Regions from separate parts of the Mus musculus genome. Here region 2 is linked to region 1. A link is a contact called in public HiChIP or PLAC-seq data. All regions are on one chromosome and are shown on one strand. Each heading gives the region's core, a stretch centred on a gene start, on an enhancer-like site or on the middle of the called end of the contact. The rest is flanking DNA. Distances are from core to core; before and after follow the strand shown.

Region 1 (5,811 bases), core at 271-2,770:
TTTTTTTTTTTTTTCGAGACAGGGTTTCTCTGTATAGCCCTGGCTGTCCTGGAACTCACTTTGTAGACCAGGCTGGCCTCAAACTCAGAAATCCGCCTGCCTCTGCCTACCCAGTGCTGGGATTAAAGGCGTGCACCACCACGCCCGGCTTCCTGTATTTTTATAAGGGCACGAATTATAGGAAGTTTCACTTGTAAAAATTTATAAAACTCATGATATATTTTATACATGTACACTGAGATATCACTGCACCCCACAAACAGGCATGGACAATGCATTAATTAAACTTTAAAAACAGGAATAGGGGCTGGAGAGATGGCTCAGCCTAGTAAGAGCACTGACTGATCTTCCAGAGGTCCTGAGTTCAATTCCCAGCAACCACATGGTGGCTCACAAACATCTGTAATGGGATCTGATGCCCTCTTCTGGTGTGTCTGAAGACAGCTACAGTGTACTCACATGCATAAAATAAATTAAAAAAAAAAAAAGGAACACTTACTGCTCTTGCAGAAGACCAGGGTTTGATTTTCAGCATCCACATAGTAGTTCACAAGTGTCTGTAACTTATTTTAGGGAACCTGACACCGCTTCTGGCTTCCTCCCCACCCCTGATAGAGAATGCACAAAGTGAAGAAAAACGGGGCTAGGATGTACCTCAGTGATGGGAGTCCTTACCCCAATCCATAAATCCATAAGGTATGAACCCCAACACCTCAGACATTAGAAATAAAAATGAGAAACTAAGTTACAAAGTTCCCCGGGAGGGGAAAACTCACGGAATCGTGTTCTGAGCCTGTAACATGAGTACTGGGAACCGAACTAGGCTTCTTCGCCAGAGCAGCAAGTGCTTTTAATCGCAGAGCCTTTTTTTCCCATCCAATTATGGCTCGATTGTTAAAACAGTAATTGGAAAAATCCCTTAAGGGATTATTTCAGAAGCAAACCTGAAGGTAAGGGTGTGGCTGTGTCTGAGAAATCAAAGACAGGAGGTGAGACAAGGACCGGACATAAATTGGGCAGTGAGAGAAGAAAGAGGTGGACTGAGGGACATGGTGGGGGCGTGGGGCGGGAGTTCGCTTTTTCTATGGAGATCATGTGAAGGCAGGAGCCGGCAGCCAGCACACTGGGTACCCTTCCGATCCGTACCGGGACAGAATTCTCTGCTCCCACCTGCAGCAAGAAGCAGGTGGCCCAGGCCAGGGGTCACAAGGCGATCAGTTTCCTTGCTGCATAATCCGGACTCCACAGGTAGGAGGGCTGGGCATTCTAGTGAATGTTGTCGGGAACAAAGGAAGGCCTGGCCCAGCGCCCTCACACACCTCTTACACCGAGCATGCCCGGGCGTCCCGGAACCAGCGAGAACTGGACTTCAGACCCGCCAAGCTGAAAGAAATCCTCATTTCCCCGAAAAGGAGCCGCTCCCAGTGGGAACAAAGAAGAAGCGGGGTGGGGTCTAGGTGGGGCTGAGCCAGGAGGAGCTGGAGAAGCACAGGGGGCGGGTCTAGGAGGAGCCGGTCGTGGGCGGGTCCAAAAGGCGGAGCCTAGCGAGCTAGCGAGTGCATTGGATAGTGGGGGCAGGGGCCCGTCTAGGGGCGTGGCGATGAGCAACGGATGGGCGGGGCCTATCTAGGGGCGGAACCGAGGTAGATGAGGCAGGTTTGCTTCTTTTCTAGAAGAGGAGCTAGGGTGGGGCCCCAAGAGAGGTTGAGAGAGGTTTTTGGAAGGTGGTGTTCTGTCTCAGAAGGCAGAGATGGGCGGGAGTTTTAGACCTCTGCCCTAAGGAGGCATGGACTTGGAGGGAAGAAAATTGGCGGGATGGGCAAAACCAAGGCTGGGAGCGGCAAGGTCCTCTAAGTGGGGGAAGGGCGGGAGGGAAGACCGAGCAAGCAGATGGCCTGGAGGAGTCTGGTAGCAAGCTCCGCAGCAGCCCTGCTGCCCTGCAGGCCGCACTAGGGTCCTGGGTGCCATGTAGTGTGTTTTCTTTTTTAAGAGTTGCCGCGGTCATGGTGAATCTTCACAGCAATGAAACATTTAACAGGACACTTTGTGAAGCAACTGCTATGTATACTTCCCCTCCTATAGAAAGGAAAAGAAAGCCAGGCAAATGAGTCCTAGAGTATTCAAGGTCTCATGTAGAACTATATCCTTTAAAATCTATTTTATTATTTTTAATTTTTAAGTATGTCTCTATTTGTGGGCTATGTAAGTGAGTTGAAGTGTCCACAGAGGTCAGAATCATTGGGTCTTCTGGAGCTGGAGTTACAGGCAGCTCTAACAGTGATTTGCCTGATGTGGTTCTGGGTACCAAAATCGGATCCTCTGCAAGAGCAGCCAGTGTGCTCTCAACCCGGGAGCTATCTCTCCAGCCCCGAAACTGTGTACATATGAAAATATAACAGGATTTATCCTCCCAAGAACTTTACCACCCACATCATTATGCCTGGGTTTCTTTTCCTTTCTCTACGAGGGGAAATATACATAGCAGTTGCTTCACAAAGTGTCTTGGTTAAGGTTTCATTGCTGGGAAGATTTACCATGACCACGGAATGGCATCTCTCATAAAAGGAAACCTTTACTTGTGGCTGGCTTACAGCTTAGAGGTTTAGTCCATTATTGTCATGGTGAGAAGCATGGCAGTGTGCAGGCAGACATGCTGCTGGAGGAGCCAAGCAGCAGGAGACTGTGCCCCACTGGCATACACTGAGCCTATATGACCATCTCCACAGTGACACATGCATCCTCTAACAAGGCCATACCTCCTAAGGGTGCCACTCCCTATGGCTGAGTACTCAAACACATCAATATTCTGCAGTCTGTGAAGGTCATTCCTATTCAAACCACCCTACAGGGTCACTGCGGAAGACCGAAGGACATTAGCTTGGCACTCTGAGAGTACGTGGTAACTTTTTCCCCCTTTTCTCCGTAGCAGCCCCGGCTGTCCTGAAAATTGCTCTGTAGTTGAGGCTGGCCTCGTACTCACAGAGATCTGCCTGTCTCTGCCTCTTGCCTCCCGAGTGCTCCCCACTACCTGACTCTTGACTTCTGGCAGCAGTTCTTTTCACAGCTAGGTCCCAGGGCCACTGTGGGCCTGCTCTCCGTGAATAGCACATGAAGACAGACAAAGATGTATGTAGGGTATTACATAGGATGAAGATCCCAAGTCAACAGTACCTGGGCAGGTAGGAAACGCTGCTGGGTCTCAACTGAGTATGAAATGCAGCCAGCACTTAAGGCAGGACCAGCAGGGAATCAGAAACACAGGCCCAGGCCACAGAGACAGTTTGCAATGGAACAATTGCAAAGCTTGTTGGTTCTGGCTTTGGGGACTAATGTTCCTTCTCTCTGTCTCACAGCTATGTCTCTGAGGAGTTCATGTGGTGACATGGCCATATCAGCACAGCTTTGTACAGTCCAACCAGGATTTATCCAGGGCCTAAGATCCCCAACCAAACCGTTCTTTACTTTTTATCTTCTTTTGTTTGATTGGTTGTTTTTTTGTTATTGTTTTATCAGGACAGGATTCCACTGTTTAGCCCTGGCTGTCCTGGAACTCACTGTGTAGACCAGGCTGCCCTTGAACTCACAGAGATCCCCTTATCTCTGCCTTCCGAGTGCTGGGATTAAAGGAATGTACCATGGCGCCCACTCCCAGTTTTCAGTATATATGCACATTTTTTTTTGGTTAAAAAAGATGTATTTACTCTCTTATGCATGAATGCTCTGCTTACATGCATATCTGCACCATGTGTGTTCCTGGTGCCCAAGGAGGTCAGAAGAGGGCACTGGATCCCCTGAAACTATGAGCAGCCATGTGTATGCTGGGAACCTAACTCAAGTCCTCTGCAAGACCAGCAAGTGCTCTTAACTGCTGAGCCATTGCTTCAGCCCAGATTTTTAGCATTTTTGAAGGCTGGATAACTCTCAATGATTGGGAAGACATTGCCTAAGAATTTGGAGCTGTGATGACACATGCTTATGGTCCAGGTTCAATGCTTAGACCCAGGAGTTCAAGAGAGCCTGAACAGGACAGCAAACCCTGCCAAAGGAAGGAAGGGAAGGAGGGAGAGGAAAAAAAGGAAGGAAAGAAGCAAGCAAGCAAGCAAGCAAGCAAGCAGAGAACTGGGTATAGGGGCCCACATCTTTACTTTCACCACTTGGGAAGCTGGGACAGAAGGATTCCATCTAATTCAGGGCTTAGGTGGAGGGGCTGAGAGGCTGGAATGCAGCTCCGTCAGCACAAGTCCCTGGCTTCAGTTTCCAGCACTGCATAAGGTGAGTGAGGTAGCCCAAGAGTGTAATCGCAGCACTTATGAGATAGAAGGAGGAGGATTAGAAGTTCGAGACCAGCCTAGGCTACATGATACCAAGAGACCCTGTGTCTGGGGTGTGGGGAGGTAGATCAGTGAAATGGTTCAGCCAATGAAAGTGCTTGCTTCAAAAAACACTGGTCTCCATTATGGAAGAAGAAACACACTGCCAAACGTCTTCTGGTCATGAGTGGTGATAAACCCCTCTAATCCAAGCCCATGAGAGGCAGAGGCAGGTGAATCTCTGAGTTCCGAGACAACCAGGGCTACACATCTGCCTCAAAAAATTAAAAGTTATCTTCTGTCCTCCATAGGCACACCATGGTAGACATGCAATTACTCCTACCCAGTACACACAAAATAGATAAATAAAATGTAAGAAAAATGTTTAAAAATGGAATGTGGGCAATGGGCAGTAAGTTAACAATTTATAATCTTTCCTCGCCTCAATTATATTTTGTTTTTTTTGTTTTGTTTTTTTGAGACAGGGTTTCTCTGTATAGCCCTGGCTGTCCTGGAACTCACTTTGTAGACCAGGCTGGCCTCAAACTCAGAAATCCGCCTGCCTCTGCCTTCCGAGTGCTGGGACTAAAGGCGTGCGCCACCATCACCCGGCTATTTTGTATTTTTTGATATGGGGTTTTTCTATGTAGCTCTGGCTGTCTTGGAACTCTCTGTCAGTGGGTTTCAAACTGGGGGGCCGCGACCCCTTGGCGGTTGACTGACCCTTTCACAAGGCTGCATAACAGCTATTCAGATACTTACATGACATTTCATTAAGAGTAGCAAAATTACAATTATGAAGTAGCAAGGAAAAAATGCTATGGTTGGAGGTCACCACAACACGAGGGACTGTATTGAAGGGTCACAGTGTTAGGAATGTTGAGAACTGCTGCTCTATATAGACCAGGCTGGTCTCGAACCTACAGAGACCCACCGGTCTCTGCCTCCGTAGTGCTAGGACTAAACAGTATCTCCTTGTTTTGTGACAGTGGGGCTTAAACATGCCAGGCAGATGTTCTGTCATTGAGCCATATCTATAGCCCTTTTGTTTTAAACATTTAAAAAGGCTTGTTTATTATAATCGTATGTGTACACATGATTTACCTGCATGTATATATGTGTACTTCATGCATACCTGGTACTGCTAGAAGCCAGAAGAGGTACTGGTTCCCTGGGCACTAGTGTTAAGGATGGTCGAGAGCTGGCAAGTTATTCTGAGAGCCAAGTCTGGGTCCTCTGCAAGCACAGCAAGTGCTCTTCGGCCCTTTGTTCTAATTTTTTATTCTGAGATGAGGATATCGCTAAGTTTCTCAGACCTTGATTGTCGGCTTCTTCTGTCACTGGAATAAGAGACCAGTATCAGGGGCTGGAGAGATGGCTCAGTGGTTAAGAGCACTGACTGCACTGGGCAGTGGTGGCGCACACCTTTAATCCCAGCACTCAGGAGGCAGAGGGAGGCGAATTTCTGAGTTCGAGGCCAGCCTGGTCTACAAAGTGAGTT
Region 2 (5,786 bases), core at 74-2,573, 120 kb after region 1:
TCTGCCGGCCTGATCCATGCCCTGGGGGAGCCCAGATTCCACACAGGAATGCTAAACCTTCAGGCATCAAAGTTCAAGAAGATAATAGGTTTATCACAGGAGATCTTGGTGAAGTGGCACACACTATTGGGAAGGCAGGAAGAAGGCTAAAGGTTCTGGAACCATCTTGGTCCACACAGGTAAGTCCAGGCCAGCCAGGACTACATAATGAGACCACATCTCAAAAGCAAACTTGATAAGTTGATGGGTTCCTCGGGATGAAAACCCAACTATAATGTAAAAGACTAAAGTGGCCGGGCGTGATGGCTCACACCTTTTTTTTTTTTTTTTTTTTTTTTTAAAGATTTATTTATTGTTATATGTAGGTACACTGTAGCTGTCTTCAGACACACCAGAAGAGGGCATCGGAGCATCGGATATCATTGCAGATGGTTGTGAGCCACCATGTGGTTGCTGGGATTTGAACTCAGGGCCTTTGGAAGAGCAGTCAGTGCTCTTACCCGCTGAGCCATCTCACCAGCCCGATGGCTCACACCTTTAATCCCAGCACTTGGGAGGCAGAGGCAGGCGGATTTCTGAGTTCGAGGCCAGCCTGGTCTACAAAGTGAGTTCCAGGACAGCCAGGGCTACACAGAGAAACCCTGTCTCGAAAAACCAAAAAAAAAAAAAAAAAAAAAAAAAAAAGACTAAAGTGTTCCATAGAGAGGGGAAAAACAAAACAATAAAGCTAAAGTCACATGATGCAGGTTCAAAGACAGATGAAGGTTGTGGGAGCCACAGCTTAGGTAAGCGATCTACCTCAAAGAAGCCCAGTGTTTATTAATATAAACTCAGAGCTAGGCTTCTGGGCACAGGCTTGCAGTTCCAACACTCAGGAGGCTCAGGCAGGAGGCTGGGAAGTTCAAAGGCTGCATGGCCTAGACTAATCCTATGTCAAACACAAATGGAGCAGGTGAGGTGACTCAGCATTTAAAGGTGCCCTGGAAACTGATGCCTTGGAAGCCACGTGATGGAAGGAGAGAAGGGAATCGTGCAAGTTGTCCTTTGACCTACACTGTCAAGCCTGCATGTGCTCCTGTGTGTGTGCACACACACACACACCCCAGAACAAGACTAAATAAATAAATAAATAAATAATGTGATTTTTAACACAATTCCCAAAACAAGCAAATGAAAACAAATTCACCGGATGACAACTTGAGCTTCCCTGGGTATCCTCTAGAGAGGCCTTGAGTTTGATCCGAAGCATCACACACAATAACAAGAACAAGGAAAACAGAGCACAGAAGGGCTGGGCATAGTGGAATGCACCAATCACTCCAGCCACTGGGGAAGCAGATGAGTCACCTGAGGCCAGGAATCTGAGGACAGCCTGACCAGTATAGCCTGTCTCAAGGAAGCAAAACTAATCCCTGCATTCAGAAAGCAGAGGCAGGAGGATTACTGTAAGTTCAAGGCCCAGCCAGGTCTACATACTGGCTTCGACCTCTGGCCTCCTTATACTTTACATTAAACCTGCAAACACACATGTTGCACACTCATCACACCTTTTTTTTTTTTCTTTTCTTTTTGGGTTTTTTGAGACAGGGTTTCTCTGCATAGCCCTGGCTGTCCTGGAACTCACTCTGTAGACCAGGCTGGCCTCGAACTGAGAAATCTGCCTGCCTCTGCCTCCCAAGTGCTGGGATTAAAGGCATGCGCCACCATGCCCGGCCTCACACCTCTTAATAAATAAATTAATACATTAGTAAATTAAAAGTTGGGAATAGTTAGGAAAGAGGCAAAGTCCTAGCTTGTCCCCCATGTGAACTGCCAACCCCCGTAGTAGCCAAGATCCATACAGGGCATGGCAGGGTCTGCACTTAAGGCGATCCTGCGTGTGTGCGTGTGTGCGTGTGTGCGTGTGTGCGTGTGTGCGTGTGTGCGTGTGTGTGTGTGTGTGTGTGTGCACAGAGGCACTTGGCAACAGCTCAGGGGAGGGGAGAGCTACATACCTCTGCTGACAGTTTGTTCTTCCTCTGGGTTCCAAGACGCCTGTAGTATTTGGCTTTAGGAAGAGACCCATGTGTGACTGTGCTTGTCCCTTGAGGCCCCTCGTTCCCTTGGCCATTTATCACAGAGAAGGCATGGTATAGGGTGAGGCTTAGGCCTGGCTCCCTTGCAAGGGTGGCTGCATCAGAGGCCAGGACAGGAGCTAGTTTGTTCCTCTGCTGTTATGGGAAAGGACTTTATGAACCACACCTTGAGCAAAAAGTCCACCTGGCCCCACGAAGGCCCTCTAGATTTGGCAGAAAGACTCCCAAGGACCTAGCTGGGGCTCTCACTTTCCTCTGATGAGGGGAGTTTGGATGGGGTAGCTCAGAGGCCTCACACTCGGTTGGCAGATGTGAAGCCCAGATTCATCTCCAGCAAAAGTATTCACTCACCCACTGCCTAGATTAACTTCAAGAACTTGGCTGGGGGAGAAAGGCAAGGAAAGCAACTACCTGGCCTGGAACTTGCTCTGTAGACCAAGCTGGCTCTGCCTCTGGAGGGCTGGGATTAAAGGCATGTGGCCCTCTGGCCAAGATGATCTCCCACTGAATTTACGTAAAGCGGGCTGGTTTTGAACTCATAGAGATCTGACTGCCTGTGCCTCCCAAACGCTGGGATTAAAGACAAACCTATCTAGGCACATTAGTGGTGCACAGATAAACACACAGGCAAGTAAAATAAAGGTAAGTGTTTAAAACACATATGCTCATGAAGCTTGGCTCTGTGTATGTGTGTATACACGTGTGTGCACGTGTGTGTGCCTGTGTGTTTCTCATTTAGCCCAGCTTGTCCCCAGACTCTACTCGCCAGAGATGATCTTAAACTTTTGATAGTCTTTTTCTCCAACTACCAAGAGCTGTGAGTGTAGGCATGTGTCACCATACCTGGCTTATTCAGAACTGGGGATCAGCCCATGGCCTTGTGTGTGCTCCGCCAAGTACAAGACCAATTGAGCTCCATTATCTGATTCCCAAAATACTTTTCTCTCCTGTTCTACAGTGTTAGGGGTTAAACATCCCAGGACTTCACAGGTACTAAACACACACTCTACAAGGACTCTTCTGAAATGTTGCAGGGCTTTAACAGGTTTGGTTGTCGTTGTATTGTGCTGTGTCCTGTGGTGTTGTGTTGTTTTTTGTTTTTGAGACAGGGTCTTAGGTAGTCAAGCTGACCTCACACTGAACCAAGGATGACCTTGATCTTGCCAAGGCCTCCTAAATGCTGGAATTACAGGCAGCCCCACCCCCGCCCCACCTCCACCCCTGCGTACTCTATCTTTGTTCTTAATGGAGACAATGGCAATTTAATCACAAGGTGATCTTGGCCTTTGGGGCCTGTCCCAAGTCTTGCAGAGAGTTTAAGTAAGTCCGAGGGAGGGGGAAAGCCTCACCCGGCTGGAAAAGCCCAGTGGCACGGGGTGTGAGGGAGGGCAGGTTGTCCTGGAGGGGGAAGAGGACAGTCCTGATGAGGAGACTGAGACGCCTTGGGGGGCTCAGGGAGAGGTGGCAAAACATGAACTGGAGGAGAAACTGGGAGGCCCAGAGGTTGGCATGGGTACAGAGCCAGGAGCCCAGGCTGAGCTTTCTGACCTGTGTCCCCGGGGCAATGGGAAGGCAGGGAATGTTGGCTGAGGTTCTCTGGTTATATCAAAGGGCAAAATTGCAACAAACTTGGTCATAGATCAAATTGGCTTTTATTCTGCGAGTTGGTCTGAGAGTTCAGACTGGGAAAACAGTAAGTTTTGTAAGATGGGAGCAAAGAAACAAAACAATAAAAATGCTGATTAGTTTGTGCTATTTTTGGTAATGGTTAAACCTGGGAGTTCCTTATTGTGCTGACTCAAGTGGACTGGCATCTCCTGTTTTGAGGGACAAGCAGTCTGTTTTGGAAAATATCTGCTTCGTGAGAGCTTCCCTGTGATTTTGTGGCACAAGGCTTGAGTTACTCCATTTTGGTCTGGCCTAGTCTGTCAGGGCCTAGTGCAGAAGCCATTCCAAATAATGGCCTCCTGAGATTTTTTTTTTTAAAGATGTATTTTATGGTTAATTATGGGTATGTGTATGTGAGTGCAGGTGCCCTTAGAGACCAAAAACAGGAATGTCAGATCCCTTGGAGCTGGAGTTACAGGCTGCTGTGAACTGCTTGATGTGGGTACTGGGAACCTAACTCAGGTCCTCTGTAAGAGCAGTGTGTGCTCCACTGTCTCCCCACTGTGTGCTCTTAACTGATGAGCAATCTCTCCAGTTCTTGCCTATCATCTTTGTTTAAACAGCAAAAGATTTGGACCTGGTGGTGCATAATTGTAATCCCAGCTATGACAGACCTGAGGCAGGAGAATTGCAAGTTCCAGACCAGCCTGGGGGAGCTCAGCAAGACTATGTCTTAAATAAAAGTGAAAAATGGGCTGGGGATGTAGCCCAATGGGAGAATGCTTGTCTGGTGTACACAAGACTTTGGCTTTGATCCTTAAAGAAAGTAGCTTGCGCCGGGCGTGGTGGCGCACGCCTTTAATCCCAGCACTCGGGAGGCAGAGGTAGGCGGATTTCTGAGTTCGAGGCCAGCCTGGTCTACAGAGTGAGTTCCAGGACAGCCAGGGCTACACAGAGAAACCCTGTCTTGAAAAACCAAAAAAAAAAAAAAAAGAAAGTAGCTTGACAGGGGACTACATGACTGTTACCCCAGAAACAGGAAGCCCAAGGCAAGAGGATTGAAAGACCCACAACGTGAGGACTCCCCCACGTTCTGACTCAGGAGAGGCGACACCCCAAAATCACCAATGAGAAACGGTCTTGCTGCAAATTGCAAGAGGATTTTTATTCAAGAGCGCTCTCGGGCCCATGGTCATACACCACGCAGGGGTAGAGGACCATGGCGCCCCGAGTAGCTGAGTAAGGGGGTATTTAAAGGAAAAAACCACAACTCAAGGAGGTGGGAAGGGCGTTGTTGGAAAATACCAAAAATACCAGATAAGAGTCACAAGGAAGTACAAAGTCACAGGTGTCACAAGGAGTACCTGGTAATTGTTAACTCTCAAGACAGTTTCTTTTTTTTTTTTTTTTTTTTTTTTTTTGGTTTTTTTCGAGACAGGGTTTCTCTGTATAGCCCTGGCTGGAACTCACTTTGTAGGCCAGGCTGGCCTCGAACTCAGAAATCCGCCTGCCTCTGCCTCCTGGGGCGTGCGCCACCATGCCCGGCCGGACTAAGCTTTTTTTTTTTTTTTTTAAGATTTATTTATTTATTATATGTAAGTACACTGTAGCTGTCTTCAGACACTCCAGAAGAAGGAGTCAGATCTCTGTTACGGATGGTTGTGAGCCACCATGTGGTTGCTGGGATTTGAACTCCTGACCTTCGGAAGAGCAGTCGGGTGCTCTTACCCACTGAGCCATCTCACCAGCCCTCAAGACAGTTTCTAAGAGCCCCTAATGATAGCACATTTGCATTGCAGGTTCCAGCAATGGTCAGGGTGGGTCAGGGTGACTTTCTTTGAATGAACACACCTTGAACCCAGGAAGCGGGTGGGTGGAGGAATGTCGCTATCTGTTTTATGATTAGCATACCTTGGAGCACTGAGTTTACTACTCTTTTAGGATCACTTGTAATTTGGAGGCCAGTCAGTGATAGTCTAAGATGGCCACATATTAAGATACAGTCTCTAAAACAAAACAAGGCTGGAGAGATGGCTCATGGGTTAAGACTTGTTGCTTTCACAGAGGACCTGAGTTCAACTACCAGCAACCTCATGGTAGCTT

Evidence for each region. HiChIP or PLAC-seq counts read pairs in DNA pulled down with a chosen protein or histone mark.
Region 2: an H3K27ac HiChIP or PLAC-seq map of embryonic stem cells shows a contact between it and region 1, with 6 times the contacts expected there. The contact joins two enhancer-like sites. A contact is called at or near these places in 6 of 15 datasets of contacts at CTCF or cohesin (CD8 T cells, the NIH/3T3 cell line, embryonic stem cells and 2 more), 21 of 484 Hi-C or Micro-C datasets (the Ba/F3 cell line, the G1E-ER4 cell line, bone marrow-derived macrophages and 7 more) and 37 of 115 datasets of contacts at active chromatin or transcription factors (the 230-238 cell line, bone marrow-derived macrophages, cardiomyocytes and 16 more).

What each region holds. Positions count from the first base shown.
Region 1 is chr4:130,518,856-130,524,666 of GRCm38.p6, forward strand. No RefSeq gene overlaps it. Among named protein-coding and RNA genes, the nearest start is that of Nkain1, 52 kb to the right of the region's middle. Within about 2 kb of position 1,521, at least 295 of the 459 cell types and tissues checked have an H3K27ac peak or open chromatin away from gene starts, as enhancers often do. A contact at or near this core is called in embryonic stem cells, epiblast stem cells and trophoblast stem cells, where this site is marked.
Region 2 is chr4:130,636,933-130,642,718 of GRCm38.p6, forward strand. No RefSeq gene overlaps it. Among named protein-coding and RNA genes, the nearest start is that of Pum1, 23 kb to the right of the region's middle. Within about 2 kb of position 1,324, at least 68 of the 459 cell types and tissues checked have an H3K27ac peak or open chromatin away from gene starts, as enhancers often do. A contact at or near this core is called in embryonic stem cells, epiblast stem cells and trophoblast stem cells, where this site is marked.